Regions from separate parts of the Bombyx mori genome. Here region 2 is linked to region 1. Evidence: chromatin contacts called from public Hi-C data. All regions are on one chromosome and are shown on one strand. Each heading gives the region's core, a stretch centred on a gene start, on an enhancer-like site or on the middle of the called end of the contact. The rest is flanking DNA. Distances are from core to core; before and after follow the strand shown.

Region 1 (6,347 bases), core at 1,966-4,465:
GCGGGAACATCGTGCGGGCCGGCGCCGCCGCGCGCCCGCCCGCGCACGCACTCTGCGCCGCCGCCGGGATACTCATCTCCGGTACATTACGATACTGACACGACAAATGGCTTTGGTTATTGATTACACTAAAATTCTTCGATAAATAAGAAGCGAAAAACTATCCTTTGGCATAGTTGAAAAGTTACCGTGTTGTTTTTTTTCCTTTTTATTTATATTGCTTTGATGGGTGGACGTGCTCAGAGCCCACCAGGTGTTAAGTGGTTACTGGAGCCCATAAACATCTACGACGTAAATGCGTTACCCACTTTGAGATATCAGTTCTAAGGTCTCAGTAGAGTTACGACTGCTGCCCCACCCTTCAAACCGGAACGCATTACTGCTTCACCGTAGAAATAGGCAGGGTGGTGGTAACTACCCGTGCGGACTCACAAGAGGTCCTACCACCAGTAAGTAATACATCTATTCTAATAACCTCGAGGGGTTATTCTAGATTCACCGAATTAGTAAGTGAGCTTACGGGGCTCAAACCGGGAGTATTGCTAACACTGGCCTTAGCAAGAAGTGCCTCGCAGATTTTACCACCGGTTCGGAAACGCGACCCAATGAGAACATCCAGCGAGAAATTCAATGGGCTGGGTATTCCGTATAATCAACGAAATGCATAGAAAAAAAGTTAACTATAATTGTCTTTGTCTATTTAAAAATTGACATATCTCATAGACTGGACAACTTGTTGACTACAAACTAAAAAAAAAATTGTAATTATTATTTTTATCATTCAGGTGTACCGTCGAACCCCGACTTAAGTTCATCGACAAGGCCGAGAAGTAATTCACTAGGGAACGATGAGCCAGATTCGCCTATTACTGTGTCGGATAAAAGACAGGTCTGTATTCAATTAAACATTAAAATGAATAAACGGAAATTTATTTTAATGTCCATGAGTGTTATTTTTTTTTTATTTTTTTTTTTATTGCCCTTGTAGGCAGACGAGCATACGGCCCACCTGATGGTGAGTGGTTACCGTCGCCCATGGACTTCAGCAATGCCAGGGGCAGAGCCAAGCCGCTGCCTATTTGACCTCACACTCCATTGTTGATGAATTGAATACCAGTTTTTGACTTTTTATCGGGTTCCCGTGGGACGTGACATAAAACGTGGTATAACAAAACGCAACTGATATGGAATAACAAAATGCAACTGACAGCTAAACGTTCTATGGTTAAATAAAGTAAAATTTTGAAGTTGACCAGTTGATATGTTTGAAACAAACCGTGTGGCGGAACAAAGTTCGCCGGGTTCGCTAGTTATTAATATAATCGTCATTAGAAAAGTCTAGGCCAGGTTGTATATGCGTATTCTTATATATTATGAGTTTATTGACTGCTTATTATTTTTAGACTATCCACGTCAGCCCTGACAGTCCATCGGATCTTCGCATTCTAACGAGATCAGAAAGTTTCGCGGGAGACGCTCAAATAGTGCAGAACTTGCAGAGGCTTTCGTTTACGGGTAAGCTTTATTTGTTCTATCATCTACATAGAATGTTACATTCAATTACGTTAGAATTCTTCGAATTTAATATAAACTAAAATTCGATGGATATTTAGTGTGTAAGGAATCGTTTTTCAGGTAGCGTTACTCCTCAAAGCATAAGGATAAGATTTTTGGGTGAACAATTTTACTTATGTTTTTCATCGAGCGTGCTGTTAAATAATTAAAATACAGGCGTCCGGTCTTTCGGGGTCAACGGCGTCTCTTAAAAATGAGTTAGAAAAGTTATATTTTCTAAATCGATGAGTAATCAATCATCATTAGCTTACCTAGTCATTGAATGTTTTTTTTGGTTTGCTTGTGAGGGAGCGTGTTACCATCGTCACAGCTACTGAGACGTTAAATTAAATCAGAGCTTGGAAATTTACAGTTCAGCAAACGCGCAGCACTTTTACTTAATTAAGATTAAGCTTAAGGCTGATGTTGACCGGCTTTAGCACCAGGCTCTTCAGTATACGTCGCTACTTCGATTGCGTTACAATAACGGATATATCGTGACCAAAAAAAACTTGGTGCTCGTGAATGAAGTGAAACTTCTTTTTCGATGTGTAGTATTGTGGTTTTCTTCATTTTTCATTCTTAAAACAGATTGCTCTTGTAATAGGGAATGCTGTGTATAAGAGACGCGACATCTTCAACATTTATATTATGTATATTTTAAATGATAGATATAAAAAAATATATTTTTTTTTAATCCTTCTTGGACGCTACTCGTTGCTAAGGCTCGCGCTGGCCTGTAACAGGTATACTACGCGCAAGCGTACGAGTGTCACGCATTCACACTCACTCTGTCTCTTTCTATTTCTCCTCCCCAGAAACGTTAAACCCTTAACGCAACCTTGTTGGAAGTCACATTAGAAGTTTCACTTCAAAAACAATGTAGAAACTTTGTTTTAGGTATTTCGAACGCGAAAACGAAGTGTTCGAGGGCGTTGAGCTTCCCTGAGGAATCTGACAAGGACGTGGATGTTGAGACGTTGAAAACATCGAAGGCTTCTCCGCTCAGGTCAGAATTTTATTGATATATAGAATTTTTTTAACCGAGTATTTTTTTTATTTTCATCTTCTAAATTATTCTACATTATTCTAAAACATAAAAGTTTCTTATTCACGACTTTGGTTCAGTTAAAACAAAATATTATATATGAAACGTGTGCTATCGGTTTTTATATGTGAATTCTTATAAACTTTTGGGACGTTACGAAATAAGGAAGATCTTCCCTCGAGCAGGTGAAATCGGTAGACCGACGTTATGAATGTATACGCAATCTTATCTTGAAAATATTGTTATTACGATTCAAGCATCTGTCAAATATTTTCTGTTCCATGAAATCCACCAGTACAAACTTACAAAGTGAAATAATAATACAAAAATTTGCTAGCGAAACACATATTTTTCTGAATGCTCCTGTTATATATATTTTTATTTGTAGACAAACACACATATATGAATATTGCGTAATCGCATTAGACGATACATTATTTACAATTAACCATGTATTAAATAAGGTTTCTTTATTTGACATCGCAGAGTATCGCCAAGAACACCAGTACTAAGTGACGACCCCCTGGGTGCCCTGAGCGTCCCCCCTGTCCCGGACGAGGCGGCGCCCCCGCGCACCCCCTCCCCCGCGGACCCTCCTCTGCCGAAGCACGAGCTTAGCGTCAGCCCTAAGCTCTTCCATCGCCGCAGCAACTCCTTCCAGGATGATCCGCCCGAACAGTTAGGGTATACATATTCCTTTTTTATTTACTCATTTTGCACCCGTAAACACTCAACTTTTATTTATATTATTGATAGCTTTATCAATTTATTATTGGGAACCAATTTTTTTATTTCTTAAATTGGTGCACAAGCTCACGGCCCACCCAGTGTTAAGTGGTTACCGTAGCCCATAGACATCTACAACGTGAATGCCGCCACCTTGAGACTAGAGTTCCAAAGGCCTCAGTTCAGTACAACGGCTACCCTACTCTTCAAACCGAAAAGCATTACTGTTTTACGCCAGAAATAGGAAGGGTGGCGGTACCTACCCGTTCGGACTCAGAAGACGACGACTTACCACCAGTAAATTTCGTAAAGAAAAATGTCTAGAAGCCGATTGTCCCACCTTGAACCGGACCCATTCAAACATAAAAAACAATTTTCGTACTTAATGCAGAAGAATTGGGTATTTCGGATTACACCATTTTTTTTTTAAGTATCTACTTCCTAAATTTCAACATAATTATAAACAGTATCACGTATAAAAAAGAATCTTAAATGAAAGTGCTCGATAAAATAAATGAACTTATTAAATACCTAGTCGCCCCCCACACCGCCCCCACAGCGGCGGGTTAGGGGGGCGACGCGTCCGTGTGACAAGATAACCTCGATAGTTTCCTGTGCGCAGGAAACTGCACAGGAGCGAGACGGTGCCCGCCGGGACGGTCTCCTCGAGCCTCGTTAGCCTTGGGAACACTCTGAAGCTCAATTTCGGGTGAGTCACAAAACAATCGCGCTTGCATTAGCAGCTCTGTTTACATACATTAGAAGTGTAAAGGCTAAAACAGCGATTCCCGATTAAGTTTGAAATGAGAAAATAAATACGAATTAATACAGTACCCGGCGATAAATATTGCACATCGATTTTTGGAAAGAGATAATCGAGTATTTGCGTAGTCGTAGAGCGCTATCTCTGTCGCACACTACCCGTGCGACGTTTGTCCTAGACCGGGGTAATGTGCGGTCGGATTTTTAGTGTTTCGAGCGAAAGAGACAATGCTATACGAAACCGAAATTAGCTGATTGTCTCTTTCTAAAAATCGATGTGCGATTTTTATCACCGGTAAGAAATATTTTTCACATTACAAATTGAAAATCTGTTAAGCATTCGACAAACAGAACGCGTACTTAGCGCCGCGTACTTAACGTCGCGCTCTTTTCATGTCACACCAATTGACTAGATGAGTCTTAACGCTCCTCGACGCAACGTATTCGCCAAATCATAGTGCCTTTCGATAGCAGTGTGAAAATTTAAAAGTATTAAGAAATCGAGTGATTCAGATGTGGCATTGTATAAGCATTGGTATTTTCTAACTATTTATATCATTTTTTCGGGCATTATCTAGTATTTTAATACACATTCACTCGGACGCTAAAATAAAATTTGTAAAAAATTTCAACGCCTGACGTCAAAGCGTCCTAATGCCGCGACATAGCGCTGCGTACTTATAGCGTTGGGGCTCTGTTTGACGGTATGTTACTATATTAGTACAACACATCACGGGGTCATAGCACGGAGTCAGTTTAGCGCTCTGACGCGCGCTAATTACGCGTTCTGTTTGACGAAGGCTTAAATGCCTTAAAAGTTAATAATATAATTTTTCTTGTTTTATTGAGTGCTTAAGATTACCTCTGGAGCTCTAATTGGGAAACACTGTACTAAATCATTAAACAAATCGCTTGAACTGAATTAAACTTGTTACACATCTTGAAGTCACATCATGTTTTAAGGTGGCTGCACTTCAAAAGAAATATATTAAAAAAAAACTGCCAATAAATGTAGTTCCATTAAAATTTATTATTTTTCCTTTGCTTTGTAGATTTACAATAAAAAAAAACCAATCTCATAAAATTCGATGTAACGAAATTCTTGAGTAGCGTTTTAATTTTTTTCGTATGTGATCAATTTGTGTATGTTTTTTTATTTGCATATTTTTATATATACTATTTATATATATATATTTTATAATTTAACCGCACAGCAAGTCGCGTATGCTAGCTTATTTATTTCCTTAGACGCTATTCGCCTGCACGGCTGTCGTTGCGAAAGGAAAACATGAAAATCGGAAAGGCTATGATCGAGAACTACTTCAGGTGAGACCTTGGAGCTTATTGTGTCTTTATAACGACCGCAGTTTTGTTTGCATATAACAAAAGTTTAACTTTCACATCGAATATAAGTTTCGTTCGCCTCGCAAAAACTTTTATTATTTTAATACATTTTAAAATCTCAACTATTTTTTTATTGTTTATGTATATATTTCGTTAAATTACTCCAGCCTCTTAGACATTGATTTTTTCGATGTCACAGTATTAACAAAAATGACGGTAACTTCGAGAGAAAAAAAAATTCGAAATATAAATAATTTGATCAGTTTTTCCGTACGCGAATCTGTGATATTAAGAACAGCACAAATGAATATAATATGTTAGATTAACTATTTTAGTTTGATTATATTATAATACTAGTGGTCCCCAAGTAGTCGAAATTCGACTATAATTAATTGAAATTTTAAGTTTGAACATTATTATGGTTCTATGGTCAAAGACTTCTATAATCTTCTATAATCTTACTTCTATAATCACAGATTTCGCCAAGACTACACTATAGGCAAATAATATTAAATTTTTTTTTTTTTTTTTTTTTTTTATTGCCCTTGTAGGCAGACGAGCATACGGCCCACCTGATGGTGAGTGGTTACCGTCGCCCATGGACTTCAGCAATGCCAGGGGCAGAGCCAAGCCGCTGCCTACCGTTTAATACTCTCCACAAGCCTCGTTTGAAGAAGGACATGTCATAGCGCTCGGGAAACACCGTGGAGGGGAGCTCATTCCATAGCCGGATGGTACGTGGCAAAAAAGACCTCTGGAAACGCACTGTGGATGACCGCAGTGGCTCCAGGTAGTATGGATGAACTCTACTCCGGTGGCGGGCGGTGCGATGGTAAAAACGAGATGCCGGTATCATCTCGAACAATTCCTCAGAGCACTCCCCATGGAACATACGGTACAAAATGCAGAGGGA
Region 2 (6,347 bases), core at 1,617-4,116, 140 kb after region 1:
TATTGGTTTATTTTTCTTCGTTTGGTAACTTATTGTGAAATATTAAAGTATTCTTGTGGTTTGATTGATCGTTAAGATTATTTTACGATCGTGCAGCGATAATCAAATGTAAACAAAAAAAAAACCTTGTTTCGAAAAAATGATGAGCTGTGTAACTAATTGTTACTTTCTATTTGCTAGATAGAATAATCAAATTAGATCGGGTATTTAAAAAAAAAATGAAGTCAAATTGTGTGATCTTTTATTAAGCGAATGAACGATTTTTGCTCCGCGATATTTAATGTGAATGAATTGAATGGATGTCTCGTGATAAGCACCGACTCGGAAATTTCGGAAACAACCTCCGTAACGAAGTTTTATAGAAATGTTAAGGCTGTTATTTTAATACGAACAGTTTGATGCTCGAGAATCGTAATGTAACAAAGTGCTTTGATCTCAAGGGAATTACTGAATTTATAGTTGGTGTTTATTGTCGGTCGACGTTTCACCCAAAAATCGTTATGTTGTGAAGAATGTAAGGTTGGATCCGGGTTCTGTGTGTATTAAATTAGGTAATTATATCATGGAGCGAACTGAATATATATATCTTCGCATTTCTGTGCGATAAGTTTTTTTTTTTTCAATTTTTTTTGTTCGTATTAATCAAGACTTACCCGCTATCTTATAATGCACATTATTATTTAATTTTCGTATTTCGTCTTCATTCAATGTGATTGAGCGTGTGCACTAATCATGTGTTGGACGTCGCGCGTGTGGGACGTCGATATATCGACGACAGTCACTTTGTTCAGAATTCATGTGGCAATATTCTATTTGGGTAGTTAATTTTAAAGTTTCGCTTACTAAGTAAGTCATGTTCAGTCGCTCGGCTTGAAGACGCACGAGGAAGGTTTTTGAGCTATAGTTATTAAATTTATGTATTTATAATGCAATGATGCTTTTGAAACTGAATTGAATTCTTATTGTAAGTATAAAAATTAATATTAATATTCATAGAAAAAAAAAAAGAGTTCTCAGTGGTTTTTCTTTTCTTCTTCTGTAATTTGTATGGTTAAACGATTTGCGTACGCAATTTGACTTGTATTCAGTTAAGGTCACAACCCTGTTCAAAAGATACGAAAATATTTGTTAACTCATAATTAAATAAAGCTTATTATAAGATACTAGTTTTATTCTTTATGATTTCGTTTTGTCGCCGCGCGCCCGCTGTATTAAAGTTAAGTCATTTTTAGAACAAAACTGGATGTTCGGTGTATTTAAGATTCTATAATAACGACAATCTATACATATATAAATGAATTGCTGTTCGTTAGTCTCGCTAAAACTCGAGAACGGCTGGACCGATTTGGCTAATTTTGAACTTAAATTATTTGTGGAAGTCCAGAGAAGGTTCAAAAGGTAGATAAATATGAAAATGCTCGGAATTAAATAAAAATAACAATTTTGTTTTACCTTTGATGTGTCCCCCGTCGGACGGATTCCTTTTGTTTGTTTTAAGTTTATTTTATACAAAAGCTTAGGTCTTTTATTTATCGATTGAGGCACTACGAAGTCTGCCGGGTCAGCTAGTGATAAATAAAAATAATGTTTGAGCTAAAGTTTAGTTTAGCTGCTAAACTCGACATGAATTCTTTAGTAAGAATACGTTTTTCTTTAAAAGTTTTGGGTTTTCCTCTTCTGTGTCCCAACAAGTCGGTTCCCGTTGCACCGTGATAAGTATAACAGACACTTAAAGTCAAATGCCTCTTTATCTATAGTCGGTCACTTCATTATATTTGTATTCACGACACTAATAAGCTTTAAGACTACATAATTTCCAAGATCCTTTATTTAAATATGTTTTAATCTAAACTAAACTTTTGTAATATGTAGTTTATAGAAGAGCTCATGAGAATTAAAGTATCCCAATGAAAGACAAATCTTTTCAATAAAATATTTATTCGAACCAAAATAATCAGTATAGGATAACACAACAGTGAATCTTGTCCGCTCTGTAAGTAGATAATATAAAATAATCTAAAACTAATATTGAGATAGAACTATACTTTTACTAGAACAATTAAATCTGTAACTAAAATGTAATTGCACCCAAAATAAAATGCTTAAAATTATAGATAGACATGCACAGTGAAAGTGTAATTTCTCTGTAAAAAATATAAAAATTGATTGTATATATATTAATTTTGACTTTTAAAAATAAATTATAAACTCTCCGCATATAGTAATTTAATATAAAATTATAATCTTAATTTACGTAATAATCATTCTTCACAATCTCACTAACACATAAAATCTAAAAGACTAAAATTATTAAAATAAAAATTGATCTTAAAATATGGAATCATGAGTCACATACATCGTCTTCACAAATAAAAAAAACACAAATATTCAGGAAACAAATCTAATAGTAAAATTATTATTAAAAGGTAACAAAAAAAAAGTAAACGGAATTTTTAAAGGAATTAAATAATTGTATATTTAAAAGTTATTAGCGGTGCCGTTGACAACAAAACTCCTGACTTCGGTCGTGTTTCTGGTCTCGTGGTCGGATACCTCCTCAATGACGATGTCTTCGTTTTTGACGGGTATCGGCGGCATAATGTCGAACAATTCTCCTAATTTCCGTCCCGTGGACAGCAGTGTGTTCGTCAAGAAATCCTCAGTGAGATCCGGTTTGATTTTCGCTTCGATCTTGTAACTGCCGTAATTCTCCTCTTTGACTACGGGCGTTAGGTAATCCCGGCCGTCTTCGTAGTCGAATTCGAGTTTTTTCATACGTTTCTTGAGATTAGGCGGCCAGTCCTCGTCTATGGGGAGGTCGACGTAGCCGTTTGGCAGAACCTTGTGAGTGTCTAGGCTCTTGACGACCTGGTAGTCGTGGTCCGAGTGCGGGCGGTTGAAGGTGATCAGCTCGTCCATGTTGAACTCTCCATCGTCGATCACCGTCTCATCCAACGTCATTTCTACAAAAAAAAAAAACATTGTAATTTAGATAATGTCCAAACTACGAATTTAGAGTAGTGACGTGCGTAGTGAAATTCACGTAAAATCAATTTTTTTTATTGCTTGCTTAGAATGGTGGGTGTTAAATGGTTACTGGAGCCCATAGACATATAAAACGTAAATGCACCACCCACTATGAGATATAAGGTCTCAAGTATAGTTAAAACGACTGCCCCACCCTTCAAACCGAAACGCATTACTGCTTCACGGCAGAAATAGGCGGGGTGGTGGTACCCGCGCGGACTCGCAAGAGGTCCTACCACCAATAAAGATAGTAGGTACTGTTTACATTTTCGATTGAGCTGAAATTATGAAAATAATGATTTTTTTTATTGCTTAGGTGGGTGGACGAGCTCACGGCCCACCTGGTTTAAGCGGTTACTGGAGCCCATTGACATCTACAACGTAAATACCCCACCTTGAGATTTAAGTTCTAAGGTCTCAGTATAGTTACTATGTAATTTCCCGCTCGCTTCCATTTGACATTAACCTACGTAACATGTCGCTTATGTGCGTTCGTTCTGTGCATGTTTAATTATCACAAAATAATAACGGCAGCAGTATAACTTTACAGATAATCTAATTTTCCTATATAATTTAATTTATTTCTTGTTATTATATTACCACCTATTTATCCAAAGTATCATTTTCTGATCTACTTTGTTAATACATTAGCAATTACCTTAATGTATTTTTTCATGCAAGAAAATTTAAACAAATCAGTTATGTAATGCACTAGTTGTCCATTGAACTGTTTGAAGCAATAAAACGGGCCTTATGTAAGCTCATCACCACTGAAATGAAAACGTTACGTAATTTCCAGATCCGATACTCATTGTTCGTTTAGAATCTTTTGCAAGTTTCTCCAGTAATCAAAGTGGGTTCATGATTCATTTTGAATGTAAATGACAAAAAATATCTTTACAAAAACTATATGACTTCGACATGAGCTTTGTTTTTTTTTTGGCGAGGTGCTTCGTAAACTCTTCTTCTTTTGATATTCTATATCGAGGGGTGAAATACTATTTGTTTTAAGCAAAATTTTTGCAACTTCATAGGAGAGCCATTAAAGTTTTAAAATTAGGAATAATATCATAACAAAAAAAAAAATCGGTACGCGTGCAACTTGGTGCACGTGAATGAAGTGAAACTTCTTTTTCGATGTGTACCTAGTATTATGGTTTTCTTCATTTTTCATCCTTAAAACAGATTGTTCTTGTAATAGGGAACGCTGTGTATAAGAGATGCGACATCTTCAACATTTATATTATATTTTTTAAATTATAGATAGAAAAATAAATATACATATACCGCTACCGCTCACACCGGCCTGTAACAGGTATACTACGCGCATGCGTTCGAGTGTCACGTATTAACTCTCGATCTGTCTCTTACTATTCCATGGTAGCGTTAAACGTTTAACGCTACCTTGTTAGAAGTCACATTAGAAGTTTTACTTCAAAAAAACTTCTTTAGCTATTTGAATGAGGTAGTAAACTTAATCGAAGTTCAATTGAAAACATCGAATTGTTGATACTGATACCAAAGAAAACGGATCTTTAATTACAAAGATATATCGCTTAATCCAAATAGCCTTTCACCCTTTAATCTATACTAATATATAAATCTGCTGTGGTTTTTACGGATGTTCCGTTATAACTACTGAACTATGCATCCGATTGACTTGAAACTTGGTATCCATGTGAAAAATACATGTACTTAATTGATAGGCTAAAATTTATATGAGTGTCGGACTCCCTAATAATAATGACAATAAATAATAATGTTAATTTTAAATGCCCAGCGAAGCGGGCGAGTACGGCAAGTATTATTATATAGACGTACTGTTGGTGGCGGAGAGTAGAGCCCGCGTGACTGCGGGGGAGGCGGGCGCGGCGGGGGAGGCGGGCGAGGCGCGGGGCGGGGCCTCGTCGCGGAGGGAGGGCAGCGCCACTAGCGCCACGGACAACAGCAGCACTAGCAGACACGTGGCCGGCTGGGCAGACTTGTTCGTACTGCTACCACTCGCACCCTTTAATACGTTCTGTAAAGATTCAAACGAAAACATAAATTAAACCTGTACCCTAGAAATACCAATTCTATATTTTACTAGCCGACCCGGCACACTTCGTAGTGCTGCAATCGATAAATAAAAGTCCCTAAACTTTTGTATAACATAAACTTAAAACAAACAAATCTGTCCGACGGGGGAGGGGGGGTACACATCAAAGGAAAAACAAAAATAGTATTTTTATTTAATTCCGAGCATTTTCATATTTATCTACCTTTTAAACCTTCTTTGGACTTCCACAAATAATTCAAGATCAAAATTAGCGAAACTGGTCCAGCCGTTCTCGAGTTTTAGCGAGACTAACGAACAGCAATTCATTTTTATATATATTCTATATTTTATTGTGGGTAACAAAAATTTACAATTAGGATTTGACGGTAATTTTCCGCGTAATAAAGTAATTTGAAGTGACGGCGCCATCTAGTGTCGTTCAGATGCAATCAACACCTTACGGTATCGAAAACTAAAGATTGAAAATTTTCGAAATCTCCGTTATCGTAATGAAAACTCACGTTTTCGATTAGTAAAAAAAATAATAAAAAATGTAATTTCTCTCAAGTTTCGTTATGAAAATAATAGTTCAAAAAAACTAAAAAAAAACCGCTTTTATAGAAAATCCAACTAAAAAATAGAAAATAATAAATTTTAATATACTTGAATTAAAAATAGTGTAAGAAAAAATGATTTTATTGTAAAAAAGCGTCAATCCGAGGTTTGGAAGAGGGTCAAAATCATGTTCAGAGATTCCGTTACATATTAACATAGATACGTCTGAAGATAATAAAAGCGTATTAACGACTTTCATTGAGTAACAACTGTTACTTGTAACAAGTACACTTTCCTTAAAAAAATTTAATTAAAATTGTGGGTAGGTTCAACCACAGTCCGATGATTTACCTGTAAACGTTTCAACTGAGCACTCAGCGACTGGTTCTGTGACTGCAGTATTTTTATCCTCCTAATTAACGTCTGGTTCTCTGCGGTACACTGTTTTACCCTGAAACAAAAGTATTTGTTAGTCTTTCCCTATTATTGCGTCATATTTAAGAACTAAATTACTCTTTGGTGTCTTATAGCAATATTTTAAAACAATTTTCGATGTTATTTACATCCTATTCTACTTCTAACATAGAATAGGTTAGTGATATTTATAACATACCGACACATACACATATCTATGTGAATATGAGTAAGGGGTGATCAGATCGCTCATAAATTAGTTACATAATTAATTTACTAAAATTTATATAAACTGAAAGCAATTATCATTATA

What was found. A called contact is a pair of places that touch in the nucleus more often than the background predicts.
Region 2: a Hi-C map of posterior silk gland shows a contact between it and region 1, with 1.7 times the contacts expected there. The contact joins two enhancer-like sites. A contact is called at or near these places in 2 of 7 Hi-C or Micro-C datasets (posterior silk gland and whole pupa).

What each region holds. Positions count from the first base shown.
Region 1 is chr21:5,699,011-5,705,357 of ASM3026992v2, forward strand. LOC101738898 (DENN domain-containing protein Crag) reads left to right here. Exons shown (of 34, transcript XM_012693346.3): 21 at 1-81; 22 at 786-889; 23 at 1,404-1,515; 24 at 2,455-2,563; 25 at 3,089-3,286; 26 at 3,963-4,037. Among protein-coding and RNA genes, the nearest start is that of LOC101746488, 17 kb to the right of the region's middle. Within about 2 kb of position 3,216, at least 3 of the 8 cell types and tissues checked have open chromatin away from gene starts, as enhancers often do.
Region 2 is chr21:5,842,920-5,849,266 of ASM3026992v2, forward strand. It overlaps LOC101735428 (cyclic AMP-responsive element-binding protein 3-like protein 3-B), which reads right to left. Exons shown (of 8, transcript XM_012693370.4): 6 at 5,972-6,071; 7 at 4,849-5,047; 8 at 1,922-2,963. The coding sequence ends at 2,479. LOC101739040 (casein kinase I) reads left to right here. Exons shown (of 13, transcript XM_062674689.1): 13 at 1-1,163. Among protein-coding and RNA genes, the nearest start is that of Mir2794, 5.2 kb to the left of the region's middle. Within about 2 kb of position 2,867, at least 1 of the 8 cell types and tissues checked has open chromatin away from gene starts, as enhancers often do.